Regions from separate parts of the Danio rerio genome. Here all the other regions are linked to region 2. Evidence: chromatin contacts called from public Hi-C and HiCAR-type data. All regions are on one chromosome and are shown on one strand. Each heading gives the region's core, a stretch centred on a gene start, on an enhancer-like site or on the middle of the called end of the contact. The rest is flanking DNA. Distances are from core to core; before and after follow the strand shown.

What was found. A called contact is a pair of places that touch in the nucleus more often than the background predicts. HiCAR-type assays count read pairs that join an accessible place to other places.
Region 1: a Hi-C map of an unstated tissue shows a contact between it and region 2, with 5 times the contacts expected there. The contact joins the promoter of si:ch211-133n4.9 here to the enhancer-like site in region 2. A contact is called at or near these places in 2 of 18 Hi-C or Micro-C datasets (caudal fin and an unstated tissue).
Region 3: a contact with region 2 is called in a HiCAR-type map of caudal fin, with 16 times the contacts expected there. The contact joins the promoter of edn1 here to the enhancer-like site in region 2. A contact is called at or near these places in 8 of 18 Hi-C or Micro-C datasets (caudal fin, embryo, hematopoietic stem cells and 2 more) and 1 of 4 datasets of contacts at active chromatin or transcription factors (caudal fin).

Annotation. Positions count from the first base shown.
Region 1 is chr19:3,718,836-3,721,535 of GRCz12tu, forward strand. si:ch211-133n4.9 reads right to left here and starts at 1,362. Exons shown (of 2, transcript XM_009293967.4): 1 at 953-1,362. The coding sequence starts at 1,282. It also overlaps a transcript of si:ch211-133n4.6 not described here.
Region 2 is chr19:3,925,296-3,927,995 of GRCz12tu, forward strand. No RefSeq gene overlaps it. Among named protein-coding and RNA genes, the nearest start is that of hivep1, 22 kb to the left of the region's middle. Within about 2 kb of position 1,381, at least 4 of the 62 cell types and tissues checked have an H3K27ac peak or open chromatin away from gene starts, as enhancers often do. A contact at or near this core is called in caudal fin, where this site is marked.
Region 3 is chr19:3,796,497-3,799,196 of GRCz12tu, forward strand. edn1 (endothelin 1) reads right to left here and starts at 1,286. Exons shown (of 5, transcript NM_131519.1): 1 at 1,149-1,286; 2 at 1-21. The coding sequence starts at 1,209.

The DNA of each region.
Region 1 (2,700 bases), core at 112-2,611, 210 kb before region 2:
GGGAATGCAAAGATTATTGTTCATTTAAGCTAAACTGCATGAAGTTGTGTTAATAAAGCGTTTATTAACATACATAACCATTACTATATGTCTGAATAATAAGAATTATTAACGTTGATTTCAATAGTTTATTAATCATTTAGCATTCTGAATGATCTTAAAAACCATCGACTACTCTTAAATACAAATGATCTGTAAATAATGCAATACTTAATTTAGAATTGAAAAATCAATCACTCAGAAATTATAAATATGGCTTATCGCTAGGGCCAGACGAAATCTGTGGACGTTTTTTGCTATTTCTGCGGAGAATTTTGGTGGAAGTCTGCGGATTTCTGCGGAATTTTTTTGGGGAGTATCATAACTAAAACCTTAATATATTAAATAAAAAACGATATATTTTTAAACTTTTATTTAATGTTTAAAATGTAAATAGATTAACTTTATTTGAAGTAAATAAAGCAAGTTTGTCTTATAGTATATCTACTAAAAGACAGAAAATATTTCTGAACAAACTGCATTGTACATAAATCAGATGAACATTTTCATATTAGTCAATACTATTTCTGTAATTAATTTAAAAACTGAATAAATACAGATTTACACACATTTACTCAAGTATATAAACAGATTTAATGACGGGCTAAAAATTTGTGCAATTCTGCGCGCGCAGATTCCGTGTGGGCCTAGTCATAAGTCAAAAATACAGCATTTGTAACTGCAGTTATGAACTGCTTACTAACGTTTATTAATGTAGAGTTAATGCTTAAAAAAAATAAAGAATTTATTAGATGCTAATGCTTAATAAATGATTCATAGTGTGTAGTCATTATAAAGTGTTACCAAAAACTTAGTATTTACTATATTTACAAGTTTTGTGTTTTAACATTTGATCAAAATTCATGGCCAAAAATGGACTTACAGATTCATGTCACTAAACAATAAACATCACCTGTGGCTCGATCATCCATGATAGACGTGGTCTCCCTTTGTAACTTCCAGTATATTTGTAGGCTGAAAAAACGGGAATCCTGTGCGGCAATCTTTCTGAAAATTTTATACTGTAGAAAGTTGCAAATGTGTAAAGATTCTGATATTTTTGACAGATGATCTTGTGATTGTCATTCAGTGAGACTGATCCCTCGAGAAGGCCAGAAATCACCGGAGGCTCTCCATTTAGAAAAAACTGACTGCATTTACTGAACGAATCTACAACTTCAGGTGTGATGAACGGAAAACTGAACACAAGCAGTGCAGAGATGACAAGCAGATGCATCTTCATCTGAACTGAATCACGAAAAAAGCGACTAGAGAAAGGTCTGACAGGTCCAACTCCTGCCTCACTGAATGAACTTAAATACAGCGTTCACATTTAAATAGTGTCGGACAGAGAACACACCTACACACACTCGCTACTATGATGTCAACTCAAACAGGGTTTATGAGAAACAGACCTGAATTGCTGGAAAAATAGACAAGTGAATGAATAACGAAATAAATAGTAATAACAGTGTAACTTGCCAGTATAAGCAATCAGAGGTGGTTTGTGACTTTCTTAGTTATAAATATTCCAGCATAATTTATTATCTATTATAATATTTATTTATTTTTAATTCACATTTGCAGTTATGTTTTGTTTATTTCTGAGCTTTTACTTTTATAATTTGCCTGTCTGTTTGTTTGACCTTTGGATTGTTATTCTGGACTCTGATTGTTTGCTGCTCATTTTCGACCTTGATCTACAGTATGTTCTCTTACTGTTGCAAGCCCCAAATCTCGCCTGCTCATGTTTGTGCCACGTGTCAGGCTCTTCACAACAAATACGAAATGCCTATTTTATATTTTCGTCTTATTTAGTTAAAATGCAAGCTTGTTGTTTGCCGATTTGCTGCAGTTTATGTAATGTGTTGTCTGCAAAATCTAATAAAATAAAAGTATTATAAATTTTTTAAAATAAAATTATTAAATAAAATATAAAAATAAAATTTATATAAATAAAAAAATTCCCAGTACTGGGCTGTGGCTGGCAGGTCATCTGCTGTGTAAAACATATGCCGGAATAGATGATGGTTCATTCCGCTGTGGTGACCCCTGATAAACAAGAGAGTAAGCTGAAAATGGATGAATGAATTAATAAATAAATAACATTCAGTTAAAATAAAATAAAATTTAAAATAAAATTATAATTCTAGTCCATGTTTTTCTTGGAAATGAACAATGTGTCATTTAAACTGTCCACTCTCATGGCTTTAACAAAAATATAAACCAGCATAACACTAAAACGATACATATTTTGAAACTGAGAAGCTAACATAAATTTATTTCTGTTAATGTTAAATTCTGTAAATATGAATTTGCTGTTAAGACACAACACTTTACTCAGATACTCGAAGCTTCTTTGTTCTTCATTCCAGAAGGGAAAGCATACCAAAGTACAGCAAGCTAATGTTTATTTAATGCCTAATGTTTACCTGGGCATCCTACAGAATAGTTTCAGTGGGAGTTTAAAGGTTTTAGTTTAAAGGGCACGTATTATGCAAAAATCTATTTTATTGGGGTTTTAAATGCAGTTGTGTGGCAACAGGTTGTGAATATAACCATACACAATAATTCAATTTTTATAATCACACTTGATTAAAACAGTCTGCAGAAACACTTTGATTGACATTCTCCCTTTGTACCTCCCATCAGAGGGGGAAA
Region 2 (2,700 bases), core at 131-2,630:
CAAATGCCAGAAGGGCCGGACCATTTTTAAATGTGGGCCGGTCAGCTATTTTTACATTTTTTTATTTCTTAATATGTATTGTTTTCACATGCAGGCAGCTTTTATCTCTTGCAAGATGTGAGTATTCTGATGATGATGACGATGATGATAATAGTAATAATAATAATAAATGTTAAGCATTGGCCCAATCAACAATGACCGGCTGGTTTCGAGATGGGCTGACCCAAAATCTGGCTAGAATGTCAAAAAAAAAAAGTTAAACTCTGCCGAAATGCATAAAATTAACAGAAATAGTCTCAAAAGAGGGCAGCGGAGGGACGCAAGAAGGATGCTTTTTCGAGCCTCGGCTGGGTTAGTTGGTGTTTCTGTGTGGAGTTTGCATGTTCGCGTGGGTTTCCTCCTGGTTTCCCTCACAAGTCCAAACACGTGATGTAGGTGAATTGGGCAGGCTTAATTGTCCGTAGTGCATGTATGTGAATGTGTGTGTATAGGGGTTTCACAGTGCGTCGCACTTTGGAGGGCATCTGCTGCGTAAAACATATGGTGGACAAGTTGGCGGTTCATTCCGCTGTGGTAATCCCAGATTAATAAAGGGACTAAGCAAAGAAAATGAATGAATGATCACATATATATAAATTTGTTTTTGTTCCAGTCACATACATTAAATGTTTAAATATCTGTTACATATATGGTACTGCTTATATTATTTCACCATCTGTACACCAAAATAAGTAGTGAATGTGCGTGTCCGTGCATGGGGCTGTGTCGGTGTAGTAATGTGGGCTGGTGTGGCTACAGTGCCAGGGCTGATTTTTAGTCCCAGTCCGCCCCTGAGTCTGGAAGTTCGTGTTACTTGGATTTAGTATGTAGCTATAGGATTGTGAACATCAATAATGTTAAGCGTGTCTTTATTCGATGCACAGCAGAAAAAAAAGTCTTTCAGCAGTGCATGTAGCTGTTGGTAAGTTCTCTTCCGGAGTCCTCATTGGAGAAACAACCGTAACCATACCCAAGTGTTCTCAGAACGATTTGGCACGAAAGTGGGAAAGTAGGTAGCCTCTAACAATGTTATGCTTTGATAGTCATTGATAAAAGTATGGGGGAAAATACAAATCACTTTTGTTTACAAGTGTCTGAGGTAAATTACAGTTCAAAATTCTAGCTGTTAATATTATTGTCCGCTCCGATATTTACAAAAAATTGTGTTTTGTTCTGGATCTGTGACTGTATTCAAAAATATTACAATATTATAATTTTGAAGGATTTACTCAACATGAGAGCGAGTAAATATCAGAATTGTGATTTTTGCTGCGCGTTTCCCGCTTGTCCACTGAGGTCTGAGGTAACAGTCTGAGCTCTGGCGCCTTCTGTGGGCTGTAGGCAGAAATGCAGGTGTTTTTGCAGTAAACATGAGGGGTCTCCTTGAACAATTGAGTCACATGAGATTACAGCTCTGTTAGAGATGCTTGCATCATGTACATTATTGGGCTCTAAGGTTGTCTTTAAAGCAAAACATTAGTGCAGCATCTAGTGAATCGCTTTACTACCAGCATGAAAAAATACTGTATATTACTGTGTAATGTACAAAAATCGTTAACAGTGGATAGTTGTTCACCAAAAAATTAAGTACATTTGCTGTTATACTATATTTACTAGATGTTACCTTTTTTTTTCCAAAAGAACATTAAAAATGTTTTTTTGTGTGTGTGTGTGTGTGTGTGTGTGTGTGTGTGTGTGTGTGTGTGTGTGTGTGTGTGTGTGTGTGTGTGTGTGTGTTTTGTTTCTGGTCCTTGATTAATGCAAAAAGATTTAGCATATTTTAATATGTCGGCTTAATGCATTGACATAATTTATGCTCTCAGGTTCTATATTAAAGGTAATTAATTCCAAATAATATTAATTTTCTCATAATTTTTCTTTATAGGACATCAGGGTATTCTGAGCAGCAGATATTAATTTTGGTTTTGCCTGTATATATATATATATATATATATATATATATATATATATATATATATATATATATATATATATATATATATATATATATATATATATGTTGTTGTTTTTTTATGTTAAAAGTGCAAGTAGTTGCTTAAAAAATCTTTAATGTGTTGATCTTTTAATGAGTAAATTAACAGCAAATGTATACCTAATACATTTAATACCTATTTTTTGCGAACTATCCACTGTAAATGACTTTTGTAAATTACACAATATTTAACTGTAATGTGAACTGTATTTCACTGTAGGAGAGTTATGCAGTGTGTTACTGTATTTCAAAGTTACATTGTTAAAATTACTCCATTTTACAGCAAAGATATACAATACTGCAAATACATATGCAGTAACATAAATGGTGCTGTAAGTGTAAATACCGTATTTTTGCTGTAATTGATTTACAGCAGGAAGTAATGGGGAACTGCTGCCAGTTAGTTACTGTTCACTGTAACAAATATCTTTTAATCTACAGTTTCCGTATGCTGGGATTTGCAAACGTTTTCTGTTTATTTACGGTTGTGAGTTGCATTATGGGATGTTGATCCCTGTTCTGTTGAATTTTGATGTTGAAAATTCAACTATTTTATTGACATTTTAGCAGTTTGAAATAATATAAAGAATAAGAAATAGAGAAAAAATTCTGTAAAATAACTGAAAATGTGGTGTATATTACAATGTTTTTGTAGTGTAAAATACAAC
Region 3 (2,700 bases), core at 36-2,535, 130 kb before region 2:
GACCCAAAGATGCTGGAGCACCTAATTAATCATAAAGGTACATTCAATTTATTAGCTTTTCTACATATTAAAAACACTTTGCATGATTGACTAGAGATGATTGAATTTGTCGCGCTTAATTAAAAATGACATTGATGCACAATTCATAGTCTAAAAGAATAGTAAAGGTTTATCTTCAATGTGTTTGGAGCTTGTTTTTATAAAGAGCTTACTGAGATATTACACTTTTTATGTTTGTATCTTGACATATTGCAGTTTTTAAGACTTATGTAGACTTTAAAACTAATTATGAGGCTGTTTAAACCATATTACCACAATATATAGATACATATTATAGATTTACATAGATATTAAGTATTGAGGAAACTATTTATAAAGCTGTTTATATCATATAACCACAATATATAGATACATAATAAAGATATGGAGTGTTAAGGAAACTTTATAAAGCTGTTTAAATTGTATTTCCACAATATATAGATAAATAATATATATTTATATAGATTTAGAGTATTGTGGAAACTATTTATAAGGCTGTTTAAATCATATTACCACAATATATAGATACATAATATAGATTTATATAGATGTAGAGTATTAAGGAATCTATTTATAAAGCTGTTTAAACCAGATTACCACAATATATAGATTTATATAGATAAAGTTTAGAGGAAACTATTTATAAAGCTGTGTAAATCATATTACCACAATAAATATGTATATATATATATATATATATATATATATATATATATATATATATATATATATATATATATATATATATATTTATATATATATATATCAATAAAATAGGTTTATATAACTATAGAGTACTGAAGAAAAGATTTATAAAGCTGTTTAAACTATGTAACCATAATATACAGATCAATAATATAGCTTTATATAGATGTTGAGTATTGAGGAAACTATTTATAAAGCTGTTTAAACCTGGTTACCATAATATATAGATCAATAATATAGATTTATATAGATATAGAGCATTTGGGAAACTATTTATAAAGCTGTTTAAATCAAATTACTACTGAAAGGAAACTATTTATAAAGCTATTTAAATATTATCACAATATATAAATGTGTATATATATATATATATATATATATATATATATTTTTTAAATACATACCAAAGTCAAAAAATCCAGATGTCAGCATGGTCAGAACTGGGAAAATAATCCTCAAATGCATTGTTTTGTAGTATGCAAGTCCCGTATTCCAGTAGTAGTCCAGTAAAACAGCTGAAGAGTTTTGCTCTAATAAGCTGCAGTGTTTATTGTGGAGTCTCGAGCTCAGTCTTGTGCAGGAGCACTTATATACGCGCGCTCACGCCTCCCGCCCGCGCGAAAACAATACTGTTTGTTAATAGTCAGCTACAGGCAGCGTGTGGAGCGAGATAAGAAGTTTTTGTATTCCTGAGATTCCAGCGGGATGGAGACGCCGGGCGGCCGTTTGGTGCCAAGTTTTTACGGTTTGTAAGGTGTCTTCAAGTGGTACAGTTTTCATACAGGACGACAGAGGGCGCGAGAGTAGCGCGGACAGACAGAAACAAGGACTTCGAGACTCCCAACGACGATTGCAACATATCAGGATTAATGTGAGTAATACATGTAACGAGTATCATAAAAGTGTATTGGCTATATATAAAATAATGACATGAAAACAAAACCTATTCACTTGAAGGTTAAATATACAGTTGAGGTCTGAATTATTAGCCCCCCTGTATTTCCCCCCAATTTCTGTTCAACGGAAAGACATGTCTAAACATAATAGTTTTAATAACTCATTTCTAAAAATTTTTTATTATATATTTGCCATGATGACAGTAAATAATATTTTACTACGTATTTTTCATGCTAGTATTCCGCTTTTGACGGCTTAACTAGGTTAAGGGTCAGGCTAGTTAAACACCATGTGAGTGAGTGAAAACCTCCACAGATATTCTGACTCTGATTGGGTGTCATTTTTTCTCTCTCTCTCTCTCTCTTGAGTACATACTATTTGACTAGATATTTTTCAAGATACTAGTATGCTTAAAGTGACATTTAAAGACGTATCTAGGTTAAATAGATAAGTTAGGGTAATTAGGCAAGTCATTGTAGTTTGTTCTGTAGATCGGAAAGAGGGCTGACTTGCTTAAGAGGGCTAATAATATTGACCTAAAATATTTTTTAAAAGTGCTTTCATTCTGACCAAAATAAAACACAATAGACTTTCTCCAGAAGAAGAAGAAGAAAAAAAAAGGAAATAATGTGAAAAATGTCTTGCTGTGTTAAACATCATGGGGACAAAAAAAAAAAAAAATCACAGGAGGGCTGATAATTTTAACTATATATGCTCCTCTTTTAACATTTATGCATAATATTTGTATATAGTTTGTATGCGTATAGTTGTATACACACACACACACACACACACATATATATATATATATATATATATATATATATATATATATATATATATATATGTATGTATGTATGTATGTATGTATGTGTATATAGATATGTGTGTGTGTGTGTGTGTGCTTTCTAACTGCTTTCTAATTGTATGTAGTTTCGAATTAAATTATTAATCTAGTCATTATTGCTTTTATTACTATTACCATTAATAATAATAATAGTAACAACAATATTAATTAATAATAAAGTGATCTCTGAAGACTGGAGAAATGAAGCTGAA